Linked DNA regions of Mus musculus: region 2 is linked to region 1. A link is a contact called in public HiChIP or PLAC-seq data. All regions are on one chromosome and are shown on one strand. Each heading gives the region's core, a stretch centred on a gene start, on an enhancer-like site or on the middle of the called end of the contact. The rest is flanking DNA. Distances are from core to core; before and after follow the strand shown.

Region 1 (3,170 bases), core at 491-2,990:
AGGGACTATTAAGCAGGTCGCCTTATCTGCATCTAAATGCTCTTCCGTGCCTTCATGCAGAATTACTCTTAAAAAATGCTTTGAGATGTATTGTTTTGATGACTTTGAATGAATGAATCCTTGTTTGTAGTTTATTTGCTATGCAATCTTTGGTAAGTTATCTTTTGTGAGAATGACTTTCCTCCCAGAAAACTTTATAATATATAAAAAGTTTTTACTCAGCATTTGATCATATTGCTCCAAGAAAGATAACTCGCTTCAGGTTAATTAAGCTTTAGAGCTTAAAGCAAAATTTCTATCCTGCTTTCTATTTTAGAGGCTAACCACCAAGCAGTTGCCAGATGTTGAAGTCATAACAAGGCTCTTTCCAGAATCTACTGAAAATCTCTTACTTCTTTTTCACGTTTTTGGTTTTTGGCTTTGAGACTGGATCTTCCCATCTAGCCCAAGACGACCTTGGTTTCACGATCCTCCTGCTCCTATCCAAGATGCTGGGATCAGAGGTGTTCAATACCATACTCAACTCTTCTTTCACCATATTATTATTTAATTTGTATATCTTATTTGTGTTTGTATACAAGAAGGGGTAGTGCTGGGGATTGAACCCAAGGCCTTGTACATCATCACCTAATGAGCTACAGTCCCATCCCGCTCATTATATTTTTCTGTCGTACTACCATATATGTACCATATGCTGAAAACATAGAAGCAATTCAACCAAGAGTATTGCCACCATCATTATTCACTGTCTTTGGCCCTTGCAATACAAAAGTGTTGAATCTCTTTACAACTTTAACCTTTGCTTTGAAAAGTATCCGTAGCAAGGATATTGGAGTCTACCGTATTTTGGTTGCTTAATCTTGGCTATTTATCTTCGGGTTCAGTTTAATCTGGAACATGAAAATTGCAGTATCGACTACAGGGAAATATCTCAAAGATTAATTCACATAAAGGGCTTAGCAGAATAGAACCTATCAGGTTGTGAAAGTTCAATAAATATTACTCAGTTAAACAATCACAAAGACTTCAAGGTATTTCCCAGGATTTAGCTATTTTTCCTACTCATTCTCAAGCTCCATTCACGCACACACTTTCCCCCTCCAGTTTCTCCTTTTGGTTGCTGAAATACAAGAGTTCCTTTCTCCTTGGAGTTTTTAACAGTGTCGACCTCCCACCCTGCTTTCCACATCCCATCCAGTGGGCAGCTCTACAGCCACTCTGGCAGTCTCTTGGACTGACTGGGTGCAACCTACCGTGTCGCTGGGGCACCACGAGGGCTAGGGAATGTCCCGGCGTGCCAGTCACCTCGTGTACCAGGTAGTCTGGCACAAGTAGGCAGACTGCAAATTCCAGTAGACGCTCTAGAATTCAGAGCAGATGACAGGCTGGGCAACAGCGCGGAAGCTGGGGGAGCAAGAGTGGGCGGGGTCATGCGACGCTAAAGAACAGGCTTGAAGTGCTCTGGTACTGCGGACTGAACTTACGCAGCCGTCGCCGGAGTGGGGACCCTGCTCAGTGAAGAGAAGCGGGCCAGCCGAGGAAGCAGAGTTCGGCGGCGAGGGGCGGGGCCAGCTGAGGTAGGCGGATCTCTGGCGGGGCGGGCCGGGGCCGGCTGAGGTAGGCGGATCTCTGAGACGCTGGGTGGAGCCGGCTGAGGTAGGCGGATCTCTAGGCAGTGGGGCGGGGCCGGCAGGAAAGGCGGATCTTTCAGGCGCCGAGAGTAGCGTGCCTGGGCGGAGCCACCGCAGAGAAGGCCCCTCAATGGGCCGGCTAGAACCCAGGACCGGCGCGGCAAGGCGTGCCCGGAGCAGGAGGAGGTTCGCACAGGACGATCTGATCCTACTAGGATTTGGTCGGCCGCGCTCAGTTCCTCAGCTCGGGTGGCTCTGGTGGAGTCTGCGCGATGGGCGACCCGGAAAGGCCGGAAGCGGCCAGGCCGGAGAAGGGTGAGGTAAATGTCGCAGTCGCTTCATCCTCCACCCCTGGGTCACGCCCGGACTTTAGGTTGCTGCGAGTCAGTCGCAGGTCCGCTGTAGAGTAGTATTTTATTCGTCGCCGTCAGAAACACTGTGCAGGCCGAAAGGAAGCGCCCTCACCTCAGGCTAGTGTTGGGGAGTCGGGAAGGGCGAGCATGGACGCTGTGCTGCTCTGCTCAGGGCGGAGCAGGAACACTCAGGTCCCGGCTGAGGAAGTCTCCGTGTCCCCTTGTTCTCCAACCTCTGCTCTCCAGTCTTTCTTTTCTTGTCGGGAGCCCTGGCGGGTGAAAAAGGGCTGTGACGGATCTACGCAAGAGAGGTGAACCATCAGATGCAGTTGAGGAACTCGTGTGGAAACTGATGCAGGTGGATGAGGGGAGGAGATGACAGGTGAAGGGAGGACGAGAAACCCTTACAACGAATAAAAGACTGGGAGACCAGTTTTCCTCACACCGAACTTCTAACTGAATCTTCGGGGTGTCTCTTCATTTCAGTAGTGGAAGTGTTTCTTCCTTCACAAAGAATGAAGTGCTTTATGCAAAGTGTTTAATAAATCTAAAATTAACCCGTGCTAGCAGAAAGAAGTATGTAATAAGAGCAAACAAAAATTATACGGCTTTATAGTAATGTAAGTTGTTACTGTGTAATTCCAACTCCACATTTTGGAGACAAATATTCTAAACCATCTGGAATACAAGTAATACTTTTTTTTTTTTTTTTTTTTTTTTTTTTGGTATGTGAGCCTGTTTCTCTTTGTGGTGTCTTGAAGTTAATACTGTGGCAAGTTGGAAGGGGCCATAAAAGTTTGAGCCCACATATATTCATGCTTATACTGGCATTTCTAGACAAAGATGGAGGTTCTAAGTTGATTTTTATTCTGTAATCGTTTAATAATAAATTATGTCTATCCCTTAATTTTCCCCTTGAAACAAAGATACTCAGCACCAATTTCTCCTTTCCGGCAATATTTAGACTTCTCTGGTTTGCCAATGACACCAGGAATCATTCTGGCTTAACACCTGAAAGTTAACTTTTAAAAAAAAAAATTACTTTTAATTCATAAAGACAGAGCAAAGGTTTAGACCTAGAATAAATTTTAGTGAGTACTTTTTTTTTTTTTTTTTTTTTTAACGAATCCAAGAGTTTTTGAGATTCGGGATATCGTAAGCACTTTGTTTTTTAGTTTTTTATTTT
Region 2 (3,112 bases), core at 570-3,069, 220 kb before region 1:
CCTGTCCTGGCTCACCCACATGCAGCTCCCTAGACCGAGGAAATGCCAGGAGAAGCCTTCTTGCTCCCTGCAATCCCCACCCCCACCCCGAGAAAATCATCTAAAATGTCCGTTCCTTTGCTCTAAGGCTTCTCCACGCTCCCAGGAAGCCTGAGCACCAGGCCTGACCTGCTGGACTTCTGCTTCTGGAGAGTAATTCAGTTCAGGGCTCAGCTTGCTGTGTGGATAACCCAGGTGTGTGCTAGTTCATCCTGCAGTCCTAGCACTCAGGAGCCGAGGCAGGAGGATCAGAAGTTCAAGGTCATTTTAACTACATAGTGAGGTTGAGGCGATCGTGAAATGCTCACGTGAGACTCTGTCTCCAGTGTGTGTGTGTGTGTGTGTGTGTGTGTGTGTGTATGAAACTGAACTGAAAGCCAAATGCCAGACTGAGCCATTTTCTTCTTTTCTATGAATTCACACTGATCCTCCTTTGTGTGTAGAGCAGACTTGGTGTTTGCTAAGATTCAGGAAGATAGAGACATTTGCATGGAAGAAAAAGCAGGTGATTTCAAAGTGAACACTGCTGTTCTCTAGAGGTTTCTTGTTCATATTTTGGAGACATCCCTTAGCCACTTCAGCTGCCCTGTGCTGGTTATGCAACCTCCTCCAATCTTCCTTCCTTCTCACTTCCTGCTTCTCTTTCCTCAGGAGAAAAACCAAGTTATACAAAGCTCACCAGTATCATCCCTAACACACACACACGCACACGCACTCGCACACGCACACGCGTGCGCACAGAAGGCAAGCGAGCAGAGCCGTGCCAGCAGCCAGAAGAACTCAAATACCAGGAATCTCAGGGATGAGACCTGCAGGAGTGGGGCTGTTCTCTGCCCGGTTCTGTACCTGCTCTGCAACACTTAGCCACGCCAACCCACTGAGAGGACCTTGGGCAGTCAGTCAGTAAGCAAACACCCGGAGTCCTTCCCTATGCAAATAGGGCATCCTAATACGTTAAACTGAGCCAATGGGAACCACTACCCCTAAATCCCACCCCTCCCCTCATTGTTTACATAGGCCTTGTCCACATGGAATAAAGCTCTCAAGTTATTTCACAAGCATCGAGCATCGCTGAGAGCGGCATCGAGCATCGCTGAGAGTGGCTGTTTTACTGAGCTGTAACACTTGGGGAAGAGTTTTCTCTCCTCAAGGATTCCTTGCTGGACCTTGGACCTTACCCTCCTGCTTCACCCTGCCTCTGCCATCTCTGCTCCTGCTGGGGTCACTGTCACAGTAGCTGACAGAGACCCAGGACCTCGGCTACCTGCCCCATGCTGGCTGCACAAACCTGGATTCCTTTCTAAGAACTGTAACACTTCTGGTTTTCCAAACCAGACCAGATCCTTGCGGAACCTTTTTGCCCCATCTCTGCTTAGCCCTTCAGGAGGACAGCAGACCACACACACACACACACACACACACACACACACACACACACAAATTCCTCTCACTTTCCTTTTTTTCCTTTTTGTATTCAAGAACCATATGAGGTTTGGAAGTTACCATTTTTAAGAATAATTCCTTAAACACTGAAATTCTAGACCAGACCAACCTTGACCTTATCTACCCCTTACTTATTAACATAACATGTTAGAGGGGATCCTGGCAATAAATAGGCTTTCTAGTTGCTCATTCCCAGCCTCCCCACCTGCGAAATGAACATCTATTACCCCTTGCTTCACACAGCTGATGGAGGGATGAGTGAGTTGACACACACAGCTCTTAGCCCCGTGCTTGGCACACACTGCAGATTAATGTTGCCTGTTGTAGCTTGTTCCTTAGCTTCCTGTTGTGTCATCTAGGCACCAGACAAGTACCAGCACCTCCCCCAAGACTGGCTCTCCCAGCCAGCCTGAACTAATTGCTCCCTCTGGGAATTCTGGCGCTGGGCTGACACTTCCTTTTGGCAGAGAAGAATGTGAAAGTGAGTGAGACAACGCTTATATATAGTCTCTAATCTGGAGGGAAAGAGGGAAATGGGTGTGTAGGCAAAGAAATGATCTGAGGAAGGGATGGAGGAAGGAAGGGAAACAGGTGACGCAGAGCCAGCCTCGGGGCCTCAGATGTAAAGTCAGCGCTGTGAACACTGCCATCCCTTTCTCCAGACACTTTTTTAAAAAACTGTGCTTTTTTTTTTTCATTCTTTGAGGCCTTGTCATTTTTATATAGTGAATGATCTCAACATGCATATTAGTCAAGGTTCATTATGTGTATTATGAGGCGAGGAATCTACCCTAAAAAATGGGTTTTACATAATTTGGAGAAGAACTAGGGATTGAGAGAGAGGGGTCAAGAGAAAGGAGTGGAAGAGTCAAATAAAAAGCACTGAGAGAGAGAGAGAGAGAGAGAGAGAGAGAGAGAGAGAGAGAGAGTGCACTTGTGCCATGGTATATATGGAGAAGCCATCGAACAACCTTTTAGTGGATTTCGCCTGCCTCCTTGTTGACTTACGGTTTCTGTCTTTATGATTCTCCTATCTACCCCTCTCCTACCTCACTGTTGGATTTCTGGGACTACATATGTAAACCACTGTATCTGCCTTTTCAAATCCAGGTCACGAAGCTTGTGTGTTTGAACCCTCTGGGCCATTTTCACGTCCCAGACCAGGTATCTTTTTATCAGACTCCAGGGGAAAAGAATTCAGTCAACCCTGGATGCTACTAGAAGGGAGGACATTATCACCGTCCACTGTGGAGACTCTGTTGACAGCATGTAACAGTGGTGGTAGTGTATATACCCTATAGGCCAGCACTTCCCCTTCTGAACTCTAGAAAGATGCTCTCACAAGAGGACTGTGCAAGGAACTGCTTTGCCACATTGTCTATAAAATCAATTAAAACAATCTGGGTATCTGTTAATGATGAAGGAACGGGATCCTTTGAACGTTAAAGTACAAAGTAGCAAGCACAAAAGTACTCTTTTTTTTTTTTTTTTTTTTTTTTTTTTAAGTTTTGGGAATGAAGTGAGCTTCACCAAGTTGGGTAGGAGCTGAGCCATCTGTATCCCTAGCTCACAAAGCATGCACTGCAAATTTCAAAATTATCATCTGAATGAAGGAAGCAAATGACAGAAT

What was found. HiChIP or PLAC-seq counts read pairs in DNA pulled down with a chosen protein or histone mark.
Region 2: a contact with region 1 is called in an H3K4me3 HiChIP or PLAC-seq map of bone marrow-derived macrophages, with 5 times the contacts expected there. The contact joins the enhancer-like site here to the promoter of Rrm2b in region 1. A contact is called at or near these places in 3 of 39 promoter capture datasets (the 3T3-L1 cell line, 3T3-L1-derived adipocytes and stem cell-derived epiblast-like cells), 2 of 484 Hi-C or Micro-C datasets (the N1E-115 cell line and the NIH/3T3 cell line), 3 of 115 datasets of contacts at active chromatin or transcription factors (bone marrow-derived macrophages, embryonic stem cells and pancreatic cancer cells) and 3 of 9 other capture datasets (adipose tissue, liver and pancreatic islet).

The regions. Positions count from the first base shown.
Region 1 is chr15:37,959,625-37,962,794 of GRCm38.p6, reverse strand. Rrm2b (ribonucleotide reductase M2 B (TP53 inducible)) reads left to right here and starts at 1,740. Exons shown (of 9, transcript NM_199476.1): 1 at 1,740-1,951. The coding sequence starts at 1,904. Gm49085 (a long non-coding RNA gene) reads right to left here and starts at 1,637. Exons shown (of 2, transcript XR_003951596.1): 1 at 1,254-1,637.
Region 2 is chr15:38,175,343-38,178,454 of GRCm38.p6, reverse strand. No RefSeq gene overlaps it. Among named protein-coding and RNA genes, the nearest start is that of Gm35167, 23 kb to the left of the region's middle. Within about 2 kb of position 1,819, at least 49 of the 459 cell types and tissues checked have an H3K27ac peak or open chromatin away from gene starts, as enhancers often do. A contact at or near this core is called in the N1E-115 cell line and the NIH/3T3 cell line, where this site is marked.